Regions from separate parts of the Mus musculus genome. Here regions 1, 2 and 4 are each linked to region 3. A link is a contact called in public Micro-C and promoter capture Hi-C data. All regions are on one chromosome and are shown on one strand. The core of a region is the stretch at or near the end of the contact, and the rest is flanking DNA. Distances in the headings are between cores, read along the strand shown.

Region 1 (5,179 bases), core at 1,216-3,715, 180 kb after region 3:
GATATACACACATAAACACACACACATAAACACACACACACAAACACACACACACACACACACACACACACACACACACACACACACACACACACACACACACACACCAGGGGTGGCTACCACACAGTCATACAACTGAATAGGCAGAGGTGTGTCCAGTGACATCTCACATGGATCCTGGGCACTCAATCTGCAGCCCCATCTGACCTCTCCTATGTGTCCAGCCTGAACCGGCTTTGCTTCTGGAGGTGACAGACCAGGAGACTTTCTAATTTGTTTCCTTTTGGGCTGGAGGTGCCAGATTCATCCGTATGGCAGTGACTGATCAGAGTCCTGGGAACTACCCCCCTAGTAGCTCCTCCCATTGCATTCTTGCCTGATCTGAGAGGCTCTGGGGTCTTGGTGGGCCTTCCAGACATGTTGTGGGGGCATTCACAAGAGAAGACAGCTCACACGTAGATTTAGGCCAACTGAAAGTCTTGATTAGCTGGCTGACAAAACTACAGTGGATGCTCAGGACTCCACTGTAGTACTGACACTTTCTTGGGTGAACTTTTAAGTACAAAGGCCATGTTCTGGGTTGATACACTGCAGTTCCTAAGAACATTTAGCCTGAAGTGGAACTACAGAAGCCAAAAAAGCAAGGTTAGTATATCAGAGACTTTCTCTGAACTATGGACTTTGATGGCTTAGGTCTTTGTTTTCATTTTCGGCAGGTGGTGCTGTCTACATGCTGACTTTCACAGCCTGAATAGCATTTCCATCATGGAGTCAGTTATGCTAAGGTCTGGGGCCCTGTAATGATATGACTGACCATGGCCTGTAACACAGATTCAGGTTACCTGACTGACTGTGGTCTAGAGCACAGCATGCTGCCAACTAGCACACCCTCTGTGTGCCTGGGCCCACAGACACTTGTCATTTTAGTCAGGAAGCAAGTGAGCATGTGAGAAGGTGTGCTCTCGGGATGAGGTGATGCCTCCGTGGCAGTGGCTGGATGTGGGCAAGCTTTCCAATAAGCTGAAACTACAGCGTGCCCTGAGACCTACCTAACCTGGAAGAGCAGTGGGGAGCGATGTGAGCAAGAGTAGTCTGGCACCTCCAGACAACCCAGGCTCAGTCAGGATAACATCCCTACTGCTCCAAGGTCATTCCCCAGAAACTCTCACTGTGAGTTTCCCCAGTATCAGCCTGACTCTCTAGAATGGTGTCTGTGACCTTCCTGTACTTTCATAGAAGTTTCTCTTCCTACCATGGACGTGTCCTTCTGTTTGTCTTTGTAACTGGAGAGGAGGAGACTGTGGGTCCTTAAGTTTCTACAATCTAGCGACACAGAGTGACACTTGCCTGCCTCCTGAATTTGGGAGTGAGAGGTTCCAGGTGCTGGCTCACCTCACAAAAGGACTCTGAATGTGGGGCACCTGTTCTACTTCCCTGAGTCCATACACAACACCAACAGCCTGGTCAGTTTCTGTTCTAGAGATGGGAAACCTGTTAACTGTGCCCATCAAGGTAGAACAGGATGGGCCAGGCAGGGCTGGCCGCCAGCCACTGTAATGGCCTCTGAGGGTCAAGATCACCCATGAAAGCAGTGGGAAGAGGGGAGAGTTCTGCTCTGCTTGCCAAGCTGTGTCCTCGGTACTGGGAATGGTATGGAGAACCGAACAAGCATGTGACAGTCCCATGGGATAATTAGATTTGGTGGCCAATCCAGTGGCCTTAAAACCATCCTAATCCTGTCTCCCAAAGTTGCCTCCCCTCAGCCCAAATCAGGTTCCTCATTCCCACCAAGCATTTCTTCTTTGTCTGAAGTTTGAAGGGAAAGGGAGAAGGGAGGGGTGCCTTGTCTTACCTCCAGGGCCCGGCACAGCTTGGCATGCGTCCACATGGCGTGTTTGGGGAGATAGATCTCAAACACAGAGCATCATCTGGAGAAGTTCTAGCCAAACTTGTGTCAACCTGGCCCTTTGTCCCTCTGTGCAGCACCTCTGCTGCTGAAGTGTGACAAGGTGACAGGGCCACGAAAGTTCCTACTTTCTCTTCAAGCGAAAGAAAGCCGATGGAATAAAAGCACTTATGATGCCCAGACAACCATTGCCCGGGCTCTAGGCTTGCAAGATCCTCTCTCTGTGACTTTGGCAGGTTCTGTCATCTGTTTGAGCCCCTGAAATGGGGCTGGTGTCTCTGAAGAGGGGACTGTTCCTTTGTGTCACTGGCTTCACTGCATGTCCCAGGCTGGTCTGGAATTCACTGTGTTCCTGACTGGCCTCAGATTCTTTTTTTTTTTTTTTTTTTTAAAGATTTATTTATTTATTTACTTATTTATTTATTTAATGTATGTGATTGTTGGTATCAGGACCTTTGAAACCTGTGACGTCACATAGGCGGGACCTGTAGACTTGTTGCCAAGACAACAGCCACCATATTCCCAGAATCCACTTGGCTCACCTCCCACCTTTACCTGTGTTAGGTAAACATATATAAAGAAAGGCTCAGTTCTGGTAGGCGCCAGCCCCGGTCCCCGGAGGACTCTCCACGCCCGCCTCAGGTGCCCTAGTACACCCAGGATCTTGAGATTACTGGTGAGTGAAACACAACATCTGTTCCAAAAACCCCGGAGGGTCTTGTGCCAGCAGGAACAGGGACAAAGGAAACCCGCCCGACCAGCGGCTGGGGTTCGTTCATTCGGCGCCAGTCCTGCGCCATCTTGGGCGCGAACTCGGCGGGCCCTAGCACACCAAGGATCTTGGGATCACTGGTGAAGTGGAGCACAACATCTGTTCCAAAAACCCCGGAGGGTCTTGTGCCAGCAGGAACAGGCACAAAGGAAACCCGCCTGACCAGCGGCTGGGGTTCGTTCCCATCGGCGCCAGCCCTAAGCCATCTCGGGCGCAAACTCGGCGGGCCCTAGCACACCCAGTATCTTGGGATCACTGAGACCAGTCTATGCAGGAAAGCACGTGGGCGGCAGAAGTAACAGAGCTTCTTGGACAGGGTCCCTTCGGGCCTTCATCCTCAGCCAGGAGGCAGAGCTGAGACTCAACCCCTTGGCACCTTCCCTGCCAGAGGAGAGTTGGCCTCCAGGGAGGGCTCTAACCCTGGGACTCAGGACGTGGATCTGAGCTCCAGATCTGTGCACCTTCCCTGCAGGGGGAGGGCTTGCTTGCAGAGAGTGCTCTGACCACTGGGACTCCGGTGAGAGTTGGACTCCCAGTGATAGAACTTAGTGGGGAAACCTCCACTCAACTCCCGATTCGGTGTGCACACAAAAAAATCACGAAGGACCATCATCTTGATGTAAATACATGAGGACGTTTAATTACAGAGCTCTTGACCGACATGCATTCCACACAGGAGATAATGGATGTCGGCCACGAGGCTCGAAAGCTAGGGGGTTTTATGGGGTAAGGGGCTTAGGGGTGTGGAATTCAGCATAACGACACACTATTGGCTTATTCAAACATTAACAGAAAGATTACAGAGCATCAGGGCTTTGTTTCTGTGGGCTGGGGGCTTATCTTTGTTCACATAGCAACCAGTTGATGTATGACTTTACCTGGCGTCAAGGGGCAATAGACAGAGGGGAGGTTCCCGCCAGGTGGTGCCGACCCAGACAAGATAGCCCTGCTTGTACAATTAAGCTGTTCTTAGGACTGTCTTAACAACAGCCCTGTCTGTTCTGCTTTGTTCTCGGCCCCCGGCTGCCGGGGGTTCAAGGACAACTTTTTTTACATGAATCACAAGATACAAAATCTCATTTTCTTTCACCAGGAGTGCTGACAGAGGCTAACAGAATCACAGGAGGAACAAACTCCAGCCAGAGACAGCTCGAACATCTAACACCAGAGACTACCAGATGGCGAAAGGCAAACGTAAGAATCTTACTAACAGAAATCAAGACCACTCGGCATCATCAGAACCCAGTATGCCCACCACAGCGAGTCCTGGATACCCCAACACACCCGAAAAGCTAGACTCGGATTTAAAAGCATATTTCATGATGATGTTAGAGGATATCAAGAAGGACTTTAATAACTCACTTCAAGAAATACAGGAGAACACTGCTAAACAGGTAGAAGAACTTAAAAAGGAAGCACAAAAATCCCTTAAAGAATTGCAGGAAAACCCAACCAAACAGGTGATGGAATTGAACAAAACTATCCAAGACCTAAAAAGGGAAGTAGAGAATCTCAGGTGCAGAAGATTCCATAAAAAACATGGACACAACAATCAAAGAAAATAAAGGCTCCCCTGGTCTCCCTCATCTTCCCCTCCCTCTCTCCTCTTCCCCTCCCCCCTACTTCTCTTTCCACAGTCACCTTGCCCCACTCTCTCCCAATAAACCTCACATGGAACTGTTTGGCTTGGTGTGGTTCAAGATCATAACAGAGAGTACACCACTGCTCTCTCAGACACACCCGAAGAGGGTATCAGACCCCATTACAGATGGTTGTGAGCCACCACATGGTTGCTGGGAATTGAACTCAGGATCTCTGGAAGAGCAGTCAGTGCTCTTAACCGCTGAGCCATCTCTCCAGCCCTGGCCTCAGATTCCTGGTCTCTCTGCTTTGGCTCCCCAGTCTTCAGATTATAGGCCTCCATTCCCAGCTAGAAGCTAATTATATCTGACGTTGGAGGGCACTGACCAGTGGGCAGAGAAGCCTACTGTGAGGTTCGAAGTAGGAAGACTCCAAGGAGCCTTACTTAGATTAGATCCCACCCTGGAGCGATTCACTTGGTCCTTTCGCAGGGGGCTGGGTCAAGTGAAGATGGAAAACCAGGGTGCCCTGGTTTAGAGCAATTCGTGAGGCCTGGTTCCTTTCATAGCCGAGGCTTAGGCTAAGGGCATCAGGAACCCTAACCCCTTTCCTCTTGCCTTGGGATCTCTTTCCAGGGGGACCCCAAAGACTCCTTGGACTAAGTCAGAGAGGTCTGACTGTATACTGCGGCCGTTGGCCACCAGGTGTCACTAGTGGCTCTGCAGTCCAGGGATGGAGATGGCAGGTACCCTGTGGGAGCTGGGAACCCCTGGAGGGAGTCACTCCTGCCGGGTGGGATGTGGACTAGGACAATGTTAGGGACACCCAGCAAGTGTTCTGTACGGAGTGTGTGAGGAAAGCATGATGTGGCTCTGAGCCATCTGCCCCATGGCTTTCTGCCTTGGGTTATCCTAAGAGCT
Region 2 (5,613 bases), core at 606-3,105, 190 kb before region 3:
GAAGGCATGCCAGAAAGACTTTATATCCAGTGGAAGGAGCAACTTTGCAGGGTGGGGGAAAAAGAGAATCTGAGGACATCAGATAGGAATGGAGGTGTCATCTGACTCTACGTTCCTCACCCCTGATGAGTCCCCGTCTTCCTAGACTACATACTGTGCAAAGATGGGACTCAAAGACTTCAACCCCACTCTTCTGAGAGCAGAGATGGAGCCAGGAGTGATGCAAAAGGCCCCACAAGGAAGCAAAGTCTTAGAAAAAAAAAACAAACTGAATGTTCGGTAGTATGAAAAATTAGCCCTGGACACTGGCTGGTCCCACCTGACAAACCTCGAAAACAAGAGCCACACTTGTAGGTAGCAGAGCTCAGAATTCTGGGAAATGGCAGTATCTATCTGGAGTCTGCTGATGGGACTGTCCTTAGAGATTGCTCATGAACAGCTGGAGCAATGACACCTATTTTAAAGTTCCCAGTCCACTCTAATGAGCACTGATTCCTGAGAATTCAAAGTCTTCTGTTTTCAGAGTGTCCTCTTAACCTATTCTCCCAAATACAATAATTTTGTTATTTCATGTAACATATGTAGCTGTAAAATCCTTTGCAGATCTTAGGGTATTAACAGAATAGATAGAATCCATGTGCATAGACATACACCCTATCCCTTCACTTGTAATAGTCCTGTGAGGAGAGTATTCCTAGGGAAATTTGAATGGGGAGACGTTCGGTTCCTAGCCCAGATCCCACATTTAGTGACAACCCCAGAGGGCTAGTCCCCGAGGCCACTCCTTTCACTTGGTCTTAGCCAGAAGCCTGGGAAGCAAGTTTATGTACTGCCCCTTCTGCTATCCCCTGGCTGGCACAGCCCTGCAGTTCCCTAGCTGTCCTGGCAAAGCAGCCAGAAGGACCATCTCAGAGACCGCAGCCCAACGTTCCTCTCCAAAACCCTGCCTTCACTGTGCTTTGCACCATCATGGCCCTGAAGACAAGGGGCAGAAAGGCATCCTGCCCAAAAACTACAGCGAACTCGCCCCTGGATTAGCTATTTATTTCAACACTGCAACAGTTGGTGCCCGTGCACTATGGCTCCCAAAGTACCAATTTCTGTAAGTGAGAAACTCACCCACACAAAAGAACTATTGTTCTAACAATTGCAACAGAAGAAACAAGACCGGCCCCAGCCTGTCCAGGGTTTCCATCATGTCTTAACAGCATGTAGACAAGGCTGGGCCCAGCCCACTCTCAAAGTGCCTGAATCTCTACCCTGCAGAAAACACACACGCGCACACACACACACACACACACACACACACACACACACTACCTGATCAGCGCTGATTCGACATGTGTGCATCAAATATTAGTCAACAATGTTGCAGTTTAAAACCCGAATCCAGTGCGATGCTGCCTAGCGAAGCAGCGGGATGAAGAAGACACATCCTGTCTTCGTTCCAGGAAAGGGGCTTGGCACCCTAGGGAGTGTGAAAATCAGGCTCCCCTCCCCAGATTGCCCTTGGGAGGACTACCTTACCCGCAGGAGCACAGGTTGCAGATGCAAGTCCTCTTCCCCATCCTTCACCTCGGACTTTCCACTAAGGCAATCGCCTAGAGGATCCCAGCTGCCTGGGACAACGATCACACTTCTTCGGTGCCTTGACCGATGCTGTTTTGCTCAGAAGGAAACTTAGGTGGCCCTTTTGCAAAATTCTGTAGTCTATTCCTTTCCTGAGGCTGGCCTTGGGCAAACAGGCAGCACTTAGCACAGACAGCAAGCCAGGCCGGCTCACGTCTGTAAGCTGCTGCCACTGCGGCCAGTGGGAAGCACCCACCTGCCAGCACAGCCTGGCCCCTGCAAGCCACAGGGCCCAGGACTGAGTCCTCTATGACCTTCAAAGTCACAGAGGAGGGCATCTTGAGGTGGCAATGACATCATAAGGGCCTCCTGTGAGGTCAGACTTCACCTAGTATCTCACCTGGCAGACCCAAGACAGGGACTCTCCCACTGGAACTTGGAAGGAAGATGGAAGATACCTTGGAGGGCTTTAGGAAGCCTCCGAGTCCCAGAGTTAACCAACAGCACGGTCACATAATGCAAAGACAATGAAAAGTATCTTGTCGGGTGGCACTTTCCATCCCTAGGACACATTGTCCGTCTGGAGGAAATGCATGCCCGGACCTCCAGAATATTGACCCTGAATTCCATCTCCAGATCTTCCTGGAAAATCTATACCTGGCTGCCTGCATCTTGGAATTGCTTTCAACCACAGGCCTCTGCTTTTGAGAACAAAGCAGCATGAGAGGGTCCAGCCCTCTATTGCTCAGGTAATGACGCCTAGAAGCAGGGACGTCTCAAATGTTAGCAGCATCAGAACCTCAAGGCTTGACAAAAATCAGATTGCCAGACCCCACCCTGAGTTTGTTGTTTCTGAAATATGGGTTCCAGAAAACACGTGTCTCTTACAAGTTTTTAATGATGCTACTGATGCTGGCCCAGAGCCCACACTTCAAGGAGCGCAGCTATGGAGCTTCTATTGTGGCCTCTGACCTCTCTTCCCTAATATCTAAGCCGGTCCTGAAAACCACTGCAGACCTCTGCCCTGGAATCTCCTGTATCAAATAACCACCAGTCAGAGCACATGATGGCTTCAGCCTGTGATCCCGGCACAGACTGAGGCAGGAGGGTTGCTGCAAGGTCAAGGCCAGCCTGGGCTACAAAGTGAGACTTCACTCTATTTCAAAGCAGTGAAAACAACTATTCTGGGAATTGTGTTTTCACAAGATAGCAGCTTACTCTGACAATAAAACAAAGTCAAGGGCCTCTGCTCTCGAGCTGGGTGTGGCAGCACAAGTCTAGAATTCCAGCATCTGGGGCAAGGAGGCAAGTTCTGGGCTACATGGCTCTCCCTTTCTCAAAAGCAAGCAAAAGAAGTGCGGTAGCATACCATACAGTCTACTACTATAGGAGAATGTTTGGACTTAAACATTACTGTTTCTTTTTGTTGCTTTTATTTATTTTATTTTATTTTATTTTATTTTACATTTGCTTATCGCAGGTTCTGGGTAAAGAGAGCCATGTGGGCCAAGACTCATGTGGAGATCAGAAGACAACCTGGAGAAGTTGGTTTCCTCTTTCTACCATGTGGACCAGAGAGCTGGAATTGATGTTATCAGTGTGAGCTTCGAGTGTCTGAAGAGTCATGGATTGCAGCAGTGCTGAGCTGCTGTGTGCTCTGAGTTCTTTCTTCCATCGCAGACTAAAAACCGAAGTCAGCAAACCACTGCCAGCTGCTGGAATTCCACTGGTACCTGGTTGATAGGGCCCATACAGGAATACCACTTACTGATCAGTCTTAAGTACAGCAAAGTTATTTCTTGCCTTTCTGGTTAAAGGGAATATAGAAATGTGAAATGGGGAGGGAGGAAACCTCAGAGAAATGGGAGCTTTGGAAACCAAACCAAGACCTGCGCACCCTGTTCATTTTCAGGACAGGTCCATCACATGCACACACTGTTTATCACCAGAGACGGGGTCCACCATTGGAGGATGTTTTTGTGCAGTGTGCAAAGACTGCCCTTGTGTTATTCAGATGCTCATTTCTGAACCAGCAGAGATCTGATTTCAGGCCATATGTGGTATTGTTAATCATCTCCTGCCTTAGGATTTTGTAAACATTGTTCTCCATCACCTTATGAAAGCCGATGGCCTATAGCAAAAGTGGAATAGTTAGGTGGGACTGAGAGAGAGAGAGAGAGAGAGAGAGAGAGAGAGAGAGAGAGAGAGAGAGAGAGAGATTCTCTGGGAAGCCAGACACAGAGGAAGAAGCAGGCTGGGAAGGAAGGAGAGGTAATTAACCAGCCATGTGGCAGAACTGAGATTAGTATAATCTGGATAATTGAGTTATGAGCTGTAGAGAAACTACATCTAGCTATAAGGACAAAAGCTTATAAGTACATATAGTCTTTGTGTCATTATTCAGGAACTGGGACAGGCGTAGAAAGCCCACAGTTACAGGCTGTCATGTGCACACACTGTTCATTGCCAAGGACAGGGTCTACCATGCACACACACTGTTCATTGCCAAGAATAGGGTCCATGACAGAAGCCATTGAGAAAGGCTATGGCAAGCAAGGAAATTTCCTGGAGATGGCACACAGTTTTTGCATGGCTGCAATGGGTGCACTCTGAGAGGCACAGCCCTAGGGACTTTGTCCCTAGATTGCTTCTTGCTGCTGATGTTTTTCATGCCACTATTACATAGCCTACTGATTCCTGGGCATCAGCCCACCCTATGGGGCAAATTTCCTGCAGATCAACATGAAAATGGACTTTCATGAATTAATGCTGTTTAGATGAATTAATGACAATAGAATTCCTGATTTGATTCAGAAAATGTATGTATGTACATAAGTGTGCGTGTACACTTGTGAAATTGATGAAACAGGTGGTCTGGCCCAGCCACAGAGAGAGAGAGAGAGAGAGAGAGAGAGAGAGAGAGAGAGAGACCTTCTCTCTATCCTTTTCTTTCTCGCCAGCCACTTAAGAGTTAAAGAGCTTAGAATTTCTTGCTGATCATTCTTGCCAGCCCCAGATAATTGAGTTTTGTGGGATCATCACTGATGATCCCATAAATTACCCTCCACTGTTAGTGGAGGAGGAGGGATTGGGTGCTATAATCACAACTCCAATGCCATACGCCACCCCCCCACACACACACACACACACACCACTGCCTGCCTCTTGTACCTGAATGCCAATTGCTATCAGCAGGCCACCATGTGCACACTCTGTTCAAGGCCAAGGACAGGGTCAACTATGTGCACACACATTGCTAAAGACAGGGTCCACCATGGGCACACACTGTTCATTTCCAAGGCCCACCATGTAGTCCTTACAGAGTAACTGGTGTTGGAGACTAGCGTTCTCTTCACGGATACCTTAACATTATCCATGTTCCTGCTAGCAGAAGGAAAGCCACAGTTTGAGGCAAGAACCCACTGCACAACTCTCTAACTTCATGTGGCCCTTGTCTTCCATAACAATCAGGTGACGTGTGCTTTTTTGATAACAGTGACTATAAAGTTGTGATGAGCAACTTCAGGCTGCTGTTTCCTCTAGCCCGTCCTTTGAGTTTGTCAGGAACTACACAAGAACAAACCAATCAATGCTAAAGATAGCCCAAGGACATGTTCCTTGTTCTTGAAGATTCGCAAAACTGTAAAGCATCCCATGACTACGCAGTGAAGCTCAGAGGTGAGGGGAGCAGGCGGATGGCTCAGCAGGTCAATGTGCTTGGCATGCAAGCCTGGTGATCCGAGTTCAATCCCTGGAGCCCAGGTAACGCTGGAAGGAAAGACCTGACTTCACAAAGTTGTCTGCACACACCACCACCACACCACACCACACCCACAATAGTTCATAAACATTTAGGATCAGAAGTGAGCCACTGAGCCACAGAGCTCCACGTAGGAGAAGGTATCCACCAATGGGCGACCACCTACCCTCTATATAAACTTCTAAGTCAGCCTCTCAGGGAAGTGGCTCCTTAGACACGAGAACCACAGCCACCCTTCCAGCAGCAAGTTATTTCAAAACCAAATTCTCTGACACCACAATGGC
Region 3 (5,168 bases), core at 995-3,494:
CCAACCCTCCAAATAGTGCCACTCCCTGGGGCAAGCATTTTCAAAGTACCACAGGTAAGTCATCTCTCTAGCATCTGACCTTCTGATTTACAAGTCCCAGAGAATGGGGGATGGGGAGAAGGGGAGGCCCTTTCAGTGCCTGAGGGCTAGTGATATGCAGCCATCAGAGGGACAGATCCAACCTAGGGTCTCACTCTAGCCGAATAAGTTCTCTCCTATTAAGTTAAACCCATAGCTCCGATTAAACATTTTGGAAGCCTTGGTGAGGAAGTAGAAGAAGTCCACAAGTTGGTTGGACAGTGGTGGCGCACACCTTTAATCCCAGCGCTTGGGAGGCAGAGGCAGGTGGGTTTCTGAGTTCGAGGCCAGCCTGGTCTACAGAGTGAGTTTCAAGACAGCCAGGGCTATATAGAGAAACCCTGTCTCGAAAAAAACCAAACCAACCAACCAAACAAACAAACAAACAAAAAAAGAAGTCCACAAGCTAGGTTTTCAAATATGAATGTGTCCCTTAACGTTTCTGCTGGCTGGACTGTTAGGATGCTTCCAGGGCCCTAGATCAACTCCTAACTATTGTTAATGGAACCATATTTATATCACTGTTTCTTCTTGAATCAATTCTGACTGCGAATGTGGTTAGGAAAATGGTGTCTGCTATAGAAGTCAAAAGCCAAAACTTTTCAAACCTGCAGTTAACTTCAGAAATAGACAACCAGGCACATATCAACCAGACTTAACATTATTACACTTGTTAGCAAAAACCGTGAGCAAATGAAAGAGAAACTCTCAGCAAAGTGACCACTATGAACACGGGAGTTCACCCGCTACGCACACATATTTAAAATAATTTAATGAACTTTTTGTTTTTCGAGACAAGGTTTTTTTTTTTCTGTATAGATAGCCCTGGCTGTCTTGGAACTCACTCTGTAGACCAGGCTGGCCTCGAACTCAGAAAATGCCTGCCTCTGCCTCCCAAGTGCTGAGATTAAAGGAATGCGCCACCACTGCTCGGCTTAATGAAATTTTTAACAGCATACAAAGAAAAGGGTTTCACTAAGACATGCTCAAAAACATCAGTCACTTTTGTTCTACTCCCCCCCCCCCCAGCCACCCCTGCCGCCTAATCTGTCTTTTGCCAAGAGGAAAAAAGTTGTAACTTATTTTAAGCTATTTGTTCCTTGAAAAATTGATACCCTAAAAAAATTGTCACCAAGTGGTAGCACAAGTCTTTAATTCCAGCAATGGAGGGTGAGTGTTTAAGGCCAGCCTGATTTACAAATAAGACTTGCAGGAAATGCCAGGGCTAAATAGTGAGACCCTACACACCACCTTACCTTCTGCCAAACAAACAAAACAAATTAAAATATTTTGTCAAAATTTCATTACAGTGAAGACTCTCCAATTCCGTCCTTCAGTACCTGCAGAACTGAAAATTGGGTGCTAAAGAGATTATTATTTCAGAGTACTTGCTGCTCTCTTTAGGACCAGAGTCAAATCCTCAGCACTCTGTCCTGAGGCTCACAACCATCAGCTTCAGAATGTTTACCTCGAGATCTAGGTTACCTTTGAGAGGCAGCAAATTACGATTATCTAAACTAAAGAGTTACTCGTTTGGCGTTATCAAAATCTGGATAGAAGTAGAGAAAGACAACGCAGCTAAGGTCTCTCAGAGGTCTTTGGATGGCTTAGAGAAGGGCAGCCCTCCAGTGTCACTCAGACTTTGGGGTCACACAATTATGGGTGGAACTTCCAGCCTCTACTAAAGAGAAACTGCAAGTCTCTCTAGGCTTTTTTTTTTCTTTCATTGACCTTGAGCTATTCTAAGTCACTTTCTCATTCTCTGAAAACCTGAGCCTGGAGAGGCGGTAGTCACCTGCCACAGGCAACCGCAACAAAACAAAACAAAACAAAACAAAACAAAACAAAACAAAACAAAACAAAACAAAACAAAACAAAACACCGCAGAACAAACAGAAAGGTTACAACTAGCGCCAGGAGAGCTGGAGGACTCTCGCTTCGGCGTCGGGATTCTAAGGAGCGCCCCGAGGTCCGCCAGAATTCTGCCAGGAGGAGGGCGCTCGCGGGGCGGGGCACAAGCGCAGAGGCGTGGCCTGAGCCTGAGGCTTGGTAGGAGTCTGGGGGCGTGGGTCAACCTCTGGGTGGAGCCCAACCACAGGGGCGTGGCTCTAGCGGGGCGGGTCCGACCTCGGACCCCACCCCCCGCGTCCTTTCTACCGCCCCCGCAGAAGGAAAGGGAGAGGGACGGAGGGAGGGAAAGTGGTGTTCTGTGGAAAAGAGCGGAAGGAAGGGAAGGCAAAAAAGAATAGGGAACAGAAACATGGCGGTCTGTGGTCCGGACAGTCTCGCCCCGGGCAGTGCCTAGACGTCGGTCCTCCCGCAGCGCCCGCGGCCCGCGAGCCCTTCGGTCGGCAGTTGCCCTCGCTGCAGGCTGTCCCCTGGAGACCCGGCCGCGCGGAGGCGCAGGCGCAGAGGGGCCCCGGAGTCCCGGCCCTGCCAGCGGAGGGTGCCCAGGCCGCGTAGCCGGCGCTTTCTCACCCCAGGAAGCTCCGGTGTCGGACAGTCGCCGACTGGGCCGGCGCAGGTGAGTCCGCACCGCTGCCCTGCCCGATTCCTCCCGCTCCGCCAGGCCGCTCAGGTAGCGTGCGGGACCGCGCGGGAGGAGGGGAGCGGCCGGCTGGCCTAGTCGCTGAGTGAGTGGGCGGGAGGTCCCCGGAGCCCGCGGGCTGCCGTTCGGAGAGGCTGCGGCCGGAGGGCCTCGAGAGGATCGACTCGGTGCAGGGACCGGGCCTGGCCTCTGCCGCCGGGGTGAGGCGGGAACCAGGCTCTCCGGCCCTGGCCCGGCCGGCGGGGTGCTGAGCGGTGGCAGCTGGGGTGGAGCGTAAGGATCCGTGGACGCTGCGGAGGTGGAGGTACCGGGGTGCAGGCAGGTGCCGCAGGTGAATCCAGGGCATTTCCTCCTCTGCCGGACCGTGGCTGATGTTTAGGGCTGCTTTGTTGGGGATAACTTATAGGAAGGCTCCATTCAGCTCTGGAGTGACTAAACTCAAATAAAGCCAACTAATGAGCCCCTAAGTGCTGACTCTTGTAAGAGCCGTAACTTTAAAGCATTGGAGATGCTGTCACCTCTTCCCCCTCCCCTTTTTGTGATTCGTAGGCCGTTTCCCTCCCGAAGAATGTGCTTGGAGAGAACAAATAAGGAATGACCCAGTTTTTAAAATGCCGCCCCCCCAACCCCCGCTCCCCTTCAAATTTCGTTGGTTTCACACGGGAAAATTTAAGGCAGTTACTGTAGTTACTTGAGCAAATGTGAGAGAAGGCGTCATTCCTGCCTACTGAGAGCACAACTTGCTGTGCGATTTTGTCTAGAGAGGTCATGCACTGTAGTCTGAGCAGTTGACGTACTTAGGCTACTTAATTGTGTGCAAACTCGAGTCCCTAGAAATAGGTCTTGCCGTCTTATCTCCATGCTTCCAAGAAGCAAGCTAGAAAAGATCCTTAGGTGTAGTGTCCTGTTGGCCAGGTTTTCAGTAAACATTTCATTTGATTTGATAACCATGTAAATATACTAAACTACCTCGAATCTAGAACTCATTATGTGACTTTTTTGTTAAAAAAAATTTGCAAAAGGAAAACTTTTTATCATAGTCATTATAACCATAAAACCCACTATATTTTCTGCTTTGCTCTCAATATTAATGTTAAAAAGTTAGCAAACTGCCTTCTTGATAAGACTGGGAACTTAGAAATCTCAGACATAATCTTAGATTTGTGCTCATGAATATGACCTGCCTCTTACTGGATTGCTCTTTTAGTTAGTGGCAATAGGTTTTCTGCTATTCAGTCCACTCCTTTGACCATTTACTATTTATAAAGAAATGGATTGAGATTAAGGGGTCTAATCCTCTTTATTACCGGTCTTGGAGAAGTGATCCCATGTCATTTGATTTTTGGCCAGTAGTACCTTGCTTGGAGTATAATTGTTTGTTTATTTGAATAATAGAAAAGATGTGTCAGAAATGTTGATGTTTTGTATTTTAATAATTTACTCCTGTGTAATTTGTAAACGAGTGCATTCTGGTGGGAATAAACACAGCGTTTGTAGTATAAACTTGAGCTTGTAGCTGAAGAAATTTGTGGAAAAGTTGTGGGTGGAGACTATTCTTAAAAACAAATGTTTTAAAGTACAAGGAACTGCCGCGTTGTGTGGGCTGTGACAGTTGAGGATGGCAGGTTTGGATGGTTATTTGGGCAAGAGCTCTGTCTAAGGAAACACATACTGCATCGTAGGAACCGGCAGTTTGTAACTTTTGCATGGTAAGTAATGACAAGGCACTTTTGCTTTTTTGTGTACCTGCCAGTTTAGACTGAAGCATCTCATATTTTCATTGGTGTTCCCTGCTAAGACAAATACCACATTGGTTTCGCTGCTCACTTTGAAAGCTACATTTTTGCCTTGTTCTTGAACCTTAGCTACAGGTTGTAAAGGGAAAAAGAAAGCAGCTGCGTCAGTGGCAGTTGTCGCCCTCATCCGACTGCTCTGATCTGAAAACAGAGTGTCTGTTATAACTTGAACTTCTAGTAGAAAATGCTTGCAGAAAATTTAGGACACAAGTTTTCATAACGCATGAATTAAAATGTTACCTTTTTAAGGACTGTGCTGCACAAGCCATGCCTTCTTTCAGATGGTCTGTGTTATAGATTTGTATCAGTGGGATGCCTTGGTCGAATGGGAAGTTTCTTTAGCAGTTAAACTTTGGGAAGCCAGGTGTGGTGCTGCATTCTTGAAATCCCCCCAGCACTTGGAAGGTGGAGGCAGGATGACTGTGTAGAAGTGAGGCCAGCCTTTCTACCCAGCATTCCATGACAGCTTGGGTTAAGTGGTGACACTGTGTTTAGAAGAAACAACAGAGCACCACAAAAGACAATTGAAAATCAGGGAGGAATGCCCTGTATGATAGCCTAGGAAAAGAGGTCTTTTAGCATCATGGTATAAGGAATTCCAAGTTTACTTTATTATTATTATTTAAGATTTATAATAGTATTTGTGGGAAGAAGGCCTTGAATTTTCTGAAATCCTCCTGCTTTTGCCTTAGTGTGGGACTAAAGGCATGCCTACTTTTTTGGGGAGAGGGCATTGAGGGGATGTA
Region 4 (5,282 bases), core at 430-2,929, 160 kb after region 3:
TTCTTTTCTTTTCTTTTCTTTTCTTTTCTTTTCTTTTCTTTTCTTTTCCTTTCCTTTCCTTTCCTTTCTCTTTTCTTTTCTTTTCTTTTCTTTTCTTCCTTCCTTCCTTCCTTCCTTCCTTCCTTCCTTCCTTCCTTCCTTCCTTCCTTTCGTTCCTTTCTTTTTTTCCTTTTTTTTAATTTTAATTTTTTTTTTTTTAGTTTTTCGAGACAGGGTTTCTCTGTATAGCCCTGGCTGTCCTGGAACTCACTTTGTAGACCAGGCTGACCCCGAACTCAGAAATCCACCGGCCTCTGCTTCCCGAGTGCTGGGATTAAAGGCGTGCACCATCACGCTCGGCCTCCAGTGACATTCTTAACTCTAACAAGTCGCGCCTTCTGAACTTCCCAACCAGTACCAACTGGGGACCAAGTGTTCATTCAATGAGCTGGTCTCATTAAAGCCAGCACAGGCTTCCCAGGTGACTCTGAGCAGACACTTGAAGAGAAATGAAATACAAGGCTATGTGACGGCAGAACACTCTAATCAGAGGCCAAGCAAGTAGGAAGGCTGTAGGGCCCGTTCCTGCCAAGGCCTGGGGTGTTTGAGGAACAGTGTATCTACCATAGTGTGAGCAAAGGTAGTGAGGGCCAAAGTATGGAGAGAAAATGTCAAAACAACAACTCCAGCAACACAAACAAACAAACAAAACAAAAGGCAGGGGAGCCCACACATAGGGTCTTGTGGCCACACTGAAGGGAGGAAATGATGGGACTTGGACCCCCATGGCCAGAGGGCAGGTTTGGGGTGGATTCTGAAGGAAGAGCTAAGAAACTGGAATGTGGAGTCTGTAGGCAGGAGGGAAGACGAACTTCTATATTTTTATCTGCATTAGACATCAGGGCACCCTTTCATGATGGTAGGTGGCTCTATGTATCAGGAGTCAGAGCCTGTATGGAGAAGGTTATCGAGTCACGTGCATACATGTGATGTTTACATCTATGAGGCTGTCTTCAGAATGAGGCCAATGCTATGGAACTGGAGCAGATGAGAAGCTTTTAAGACCCAGGGGAGGTAGCCAGCAAACCCGGTGGAGACCAGCCCTGACTTTCTCTCCCTCTCCCTCGCAGGTGTGACAATGTGCGTGTGTTTAAGCTGGGCCTCTTCTCTGGCCTCTGGTGGACTCTGGCTCTCTTCTGCTGGATCAGCGACCAAGCCTTCTGTGAGCTGCTCTCCTCCTTTCACTTCCCCTACCTGCACTGTGTGTGGTAAGCTCCTGCTCTGGGGTGCTCCTGCCCCCGCGGTGCTGGTGTTGACCTTGGCGCCCTCGATAGCTGCAGGGCATCATGCTCCGGACCAGGAGCCCAGGTGGGCTCAGGGGAGGGGCACAGAGCCGATCCTTCTTCTTTCCTTTCCTCTCCTAAATCACACATTTTAGAAACAAAAGTAAGGCAGAATGTGAAAATGGCTCCAGGGAGCTGGTTTAGCCAGAACGAACCCTCCCAAAGACCTAATTGTTAGGCTGCACAGCGGGTTGGCAGCTCCTTAACCGTGCGCGGGAGCCTGAAAACTGAGTCTGGAACCTGAACTCCGATGTCTGGAAGGGTGATGGGGGAAGGGGAGCTGGGGCCTATGTGATGTGAGGGCAAGCTGGTTCTCAGCTGGAACCACGCCCTCAAGGCCCTGGAGGCCTGGTGAAGGCTTGGATTCTGCAGGTCATCTAGGGACAGTCACACCTATTCTTTTTACAGCTACAGATAAAGCCTCGGGGACTGAAGTCTGCTGTTGAACACTCACGCTGTTTGATCATGAGGGAATAGAGTATCTATATTTTGGGAAGCCTGGGAATGGCTCTAAAGTTCAAAGGGGAGAAAGTGGAGGCTACACAATCACATACAGAATCCACGCCCAGGAAGGGGAGGAAGCAAGGGAGGGGTGGGGGAGGGGTATCTCAGTGGCAGAACACCGGGTCGTCCTCCCCGCCCTCCCCCGCCCCCCGCCCCTGCAGCCCCCCCCCCCCCCCCACCGCCTCAAACTCCAGCAAAACAGGAGAAAGTACATGAGGAGGCCGGAAGAAGGAGTTGGAGCCTCTTGAACTGGAGTTACAGCCAGATGCGAGCCACCATGTAGGTGCTGGGAATCATCCTCTATAAGACCAGCAAGTGCTTTTAACCATTTAGCTATCTCTCCAGTCCCATGAAATAACTTTTGAATAACAGTTTTAAACAACATAGACATATAGAAAACGGCTCTCAACATTCTACTCCTCCAAGAAAGATAATTAACAACCTGAAGTATATCTTTGCAGATTTTTATAGTATACATACACATTTCCTGAAAAAAATATTTTGTCTCCTTTATTGCTAATGAAAAGTGAAGAAGAAAAGGACGGCCAGGCCTGGTGACATACACCGTCAATAGCACATTTAGGAGCTGGAGGCAGGCTAGCATCTGTGAATTAGAAGGTAACTAGGGCTACATGCTGACGTCTAGGCCCGCCGGCACCACATAGTTACATAACATCTCTGAGTTCAAATCCCAGCAACCACACGGTGGCTCACAACCACCCATAATGAGATCTGACGCCCTCTTCTGGTGTGTCTGAAGTACAGCTACAGTGTACTTATGTACAATAATAAATAAATCTTTAAAAAAAAAAAAAGAGCATGGACTGCTCTTCCAGAGGTCCTGAGTTCAATTCCCAGCAGCCACTTTCACTGCTCTCTTCTAGTGTCTGAAGACAGCTACAGTGTATTCATATACAGAAATAAATAACTCTGAAAAAAAAACCCCAAAACCCAACAACAATTAAAAAAACTTTATCTCTTCCATCTATCTACAGCCATGTACTTGCAAATTATTCTGTTTCTAGAAAACCACAATGGCACCTTTCTATAGGTAATGCAAGCTTATTCTAGTCTTAGGCCAAACTCCTGTCAGGCATGTGCCCAGGCCCACAGGCGCCCACATGCGCCCCACATGCCACACTGAATAGTTATGAATATGACCTAACGTGTTTGTGGATGACGACGTTCTGTTGCAGTACTAAAGGGTTAGATAACTCTGTATCTACTTCATGCCCACCCCTCCTTTAAGACAATGGTTTCTTATGTAGCCCAGGCTAGCTTTGAACTCATGGCATATGTGAGGATGATTTCCTGATCGTCCTACCGCCATCTGTTAAGTACTGAGATTCTAGGTATTTAGCACCACTCTCTGGGTTTATGCCCCACTGAGGATTGAATCTAGGGCTTCATGCATGTTAGGTAAGCACTGTACCAACTCGGCTCCACTGCTCACCTTCCCACTCTGCTGGGCATCACTCTTTACACATATGTGTGAGGGTGTAAAGATATCTGTTTATTACATATTACTATGTATATGATTATATGTTATGTATATGAATATATATATACATACATATATATATATATACATATATATGTATATATGCTTCATTACATGGGTGCTTTTAATTCACCTAGCCAATCTGTCTATTAATAAGTACCAGGTTCTTTGTGTGTACAAATGTAGGTGTGTGTTGCATACATGTGAACACATATGAACATATGAACATGTCCATGCATGGGAAAGCCACAGCAGGCATCTGTTTCTCTCGTCCACTGCTCTCTGCTTTCTTGCCTTCGAGACAGGGTCTCTTATTGAACCAGACACTTGCCTCTTCAGCTAGGCTGGCTATCCAGCAAGCTCCTAAGATCTGTCTAGCTGTCCTAATTTCTACTGAGTGTTTGCACTCGGGTCTCATTTGCAGAACAAGAGCTTTTTTTTCCTCCCACCAAACCATCTCTTGACCTCCATATTCTGTCATTTCTAATTTTTCACTTTTGTACACAATCTGTAAAAACATATTGATTCTAATCTTCATAGGTTAAATTGTAATATAAATTGCAAGATAGCAACACATTTTTCTATTTTTTTCTAAGACTTCGAGACTATAAGGCCTTGAACTGGGGATGTGATTTAGTTGTTGAGTGTCTGCCTCGCATAGGGGTTTGATCCCTAGCACTGCATAAACTAGGAGTACCAGTACAGGGTCACAATCTTAGTACCTGGAAGGCTGAGGCAGGGGATCACAAGCAAGTGGGCAGCCTGGATTAGAGTGAGGCCTTATTTTATCTTATCTGTCTGTCTTAGTATTCGTGTGTGTGTGTGTGTGTTTTGCTTTAAAATACATCTCACTGTGTAGTACCAATTGGCCTAGAACTCACTGTGCACACCAGGTTGGCTCAGATCCACAGAGAACTGCCTGCCTTTGCTTCCAAAGTGCTAAGATGAAAGGCACATGCTCCCGTGCCCAACTGTCTATTTCCTGTGTGAGAGAGTTTTACGTATCCCAGGCTGGCCTCACATTCACTCCACAGTCCCGAGTCTGGAATTACAGACAGGTACCACCATAACTGACTTTGCTTTGTTTACGTTGGCGGTGCCGGTCATCATGAACGCTAGGCGAGTGCTCCATCTCTTCTAGCCCAGTTCTTCTATTCCTTTTCTGAACTCTTTTAGGATGCTCAGCCCACATGCTTACACACTCGGGAGTTATTAACTGCTGTAAAGCTTTGCTAACCTCATAGGGAAAAAGATATGTTCTTATTTTTATGTCTTTAAAGACAGTGCCACCAGATATCTTTCAAAACATAATCTGAATGGTAGCTTTAGGATGTAATTTAATTGCAGTCTTTCAAATTTGCCACATTTCCTTATTCAAAGTATACCTTCTGATGTTCTAGTGTTTTTATTTGCAGTGGCTATGTGCTGTTTGTAATGCAAATTTTCATTAACTACTCATTAGTTGATAACTGTTATTTTGAGATGGTCTCACTATGTAGCTCTGGCTAGCCTGGAACTTGATTGTAGACCAGGCTGGTCCCAAATTCACAGAGATCCAACTGTCTTTGCCTCCCAAATGCTGGGATTAAAGGTGTGGTACTGTACCCAGGATGAAGAGGTTTACAAAGCATAAGAAACAATACACGGGGCTGCCACGTGTGGCTATTCTTGGAGGCCAGGTCTCATCTCTACTGCCTTCCTTCCTGTTCTTCATCCAACCCCAGTTTAAAGCAAAGCTCACACAACATTTATAACGATTAACATTTGGGTGTTATAAGTTTCAGGTCTTTATCACATTGGACAGATAGTTTCTTTTCTTTTTCTTTCTTTCTTTCTTTTTTTTTTTTTTTTTCTTTTTGGTTTTTTTCAAGACAGGGTTTCTCTGTGTAGCTTGGGCTGTCCTGGAACTCACTCTGTAGACCAGGTTGGCCTCAAACTCAGAAATCTGCCATCCT

Evidence for each region. A called contact is a pair of places that touch in the nucleus more often than the background predicts. Capture Hi-C pulls out chosen DNA fragments and counts their contacts.
Region 1: a Micro-C map of embryonic stem cells shows a contact between it and region 3, with 2.0 times the contacts expected there. The contact joins the enhancer-like site here to the promoter of Dennd4c in region 3. A contact is called at or near these places in 4 of 484 Hi-C or Micro-C datasets (differentiating embryonic stem cells, embryonic stem cells and liver), 1 of 115 datasets of contacts at active chromatin or transcription factors (embryonic stem cells) and 2 of 9 other capture datasets (adipose tissue and liver).
Region 2: a promoter capture Hi-C map of liver shows a contact between it and region 3. The contact joins the promoter of Saxo1 here to the promoter of Dennd4c in region 3. A contact is called at or near these places in 11 of 39 promoter capture datasets (the 3T3-L1 cell line, 3T3-L1-derived adipocytes, the HPC-7 cell line and 6 more), 1 of 484 Hi-C or Micro-C datasets (rod photoreceptor), 1 of 115 datasets of contacts at active chromatin or transcription factors (bone marrow-derived macrophages) and 2 of 9 other capture datasets (adipose tissue and liver).
Region 4: a Micro-C map of embryonic stem cells shows a contact between it and region 3, with 1.8 times the contacts expected there. The contact joins the enhancer-like site here to the promoter of Dennd4c in region 3. A contact is called at or near these places in 3 of 484 Hi-C or Micro-C datasets (differentiating embryonic stem cells, embryonic stem cells and liver), 2 of 115 datasets of contacts at active chromatin or transcription factors (both in embryonic stem cells) and 3 of 9 other capture datasets (adipose tissue, liver and pancreatic islet).

Annotation. Positions count from the first base shown.
Region 1 is chr4:86,928,261-86,933,439 of GRCm38.p6, forward strand. It overlaps a transcript of Acer2 not described here. Among named protein-coding and RNA genes, the nearest start is that of Acer2, 56 kb to the left of the region's middle. Within about 2 kb of position 2,466, at least 116 of the 459 cell types and tissues checked have an H3K27ac peak or open chromatin away from gene starts, as enhancers often do. A contact at or near this core is called in differentiating embryonic stem cells and embryonic stem cells, where this site is marked.
Region 2 is chr4:86,556,448-86,562,060 of GRCm38.p6, forward strand. Saxo1 (stabilizer of axonemal microtubules 1) reads right to left here and starts at 1,856. Exons shown (of 4, transcript NM_001081096.1): 1 at 1,528-1,856. The coding sequence starts at 1,568. Saxo1os (stabilizer of axonemal microtubules 1, opposite strand) reads left to right here and starts at 1,997. Exons shown (of 2, transcript NR_131920.1): 1 at 1,997-2,318; 2 at 3,050-3,357.
Region 3 is chr4:86,746,311-86,751,478 of GRCm38.p6, forward strand. Dennd4c (DENN/MADD domain containing 4C) reads left to right here and starts at 2,245. Exons shown (of 32, transcript NM_184088.1): 1 at 2,245-2,602. It overlaps Gm6521 (predicted gene 6521), which reads right to left and starts at 3,094. Exons shown (of 1, transcript NR_168733.1): 1 at 1,215-3,094.
Region 4 is chr4:86,910,507-86,915,788 of GRCm38.p6, forward strand. It overlaps Acer2 (alkaline ceramidase 2), which reads left to right. Exons shown (of 6, transcript NM_139306.3): 5 at 1,110-1,247. Among named protein-coding and RNA genes, the nearest start is that of Acer2, 39 kb to the left of the region's middle. Within about 2 kb of position 1,680, at least 64 of the 459 cell types and tissues checked have an H3K27ac peak or open chromatin away from gene starts, as enhancers often do. A contact at or near this core is called in differentiating embryonic stem cells and embryonic stem cells, where this site is marked.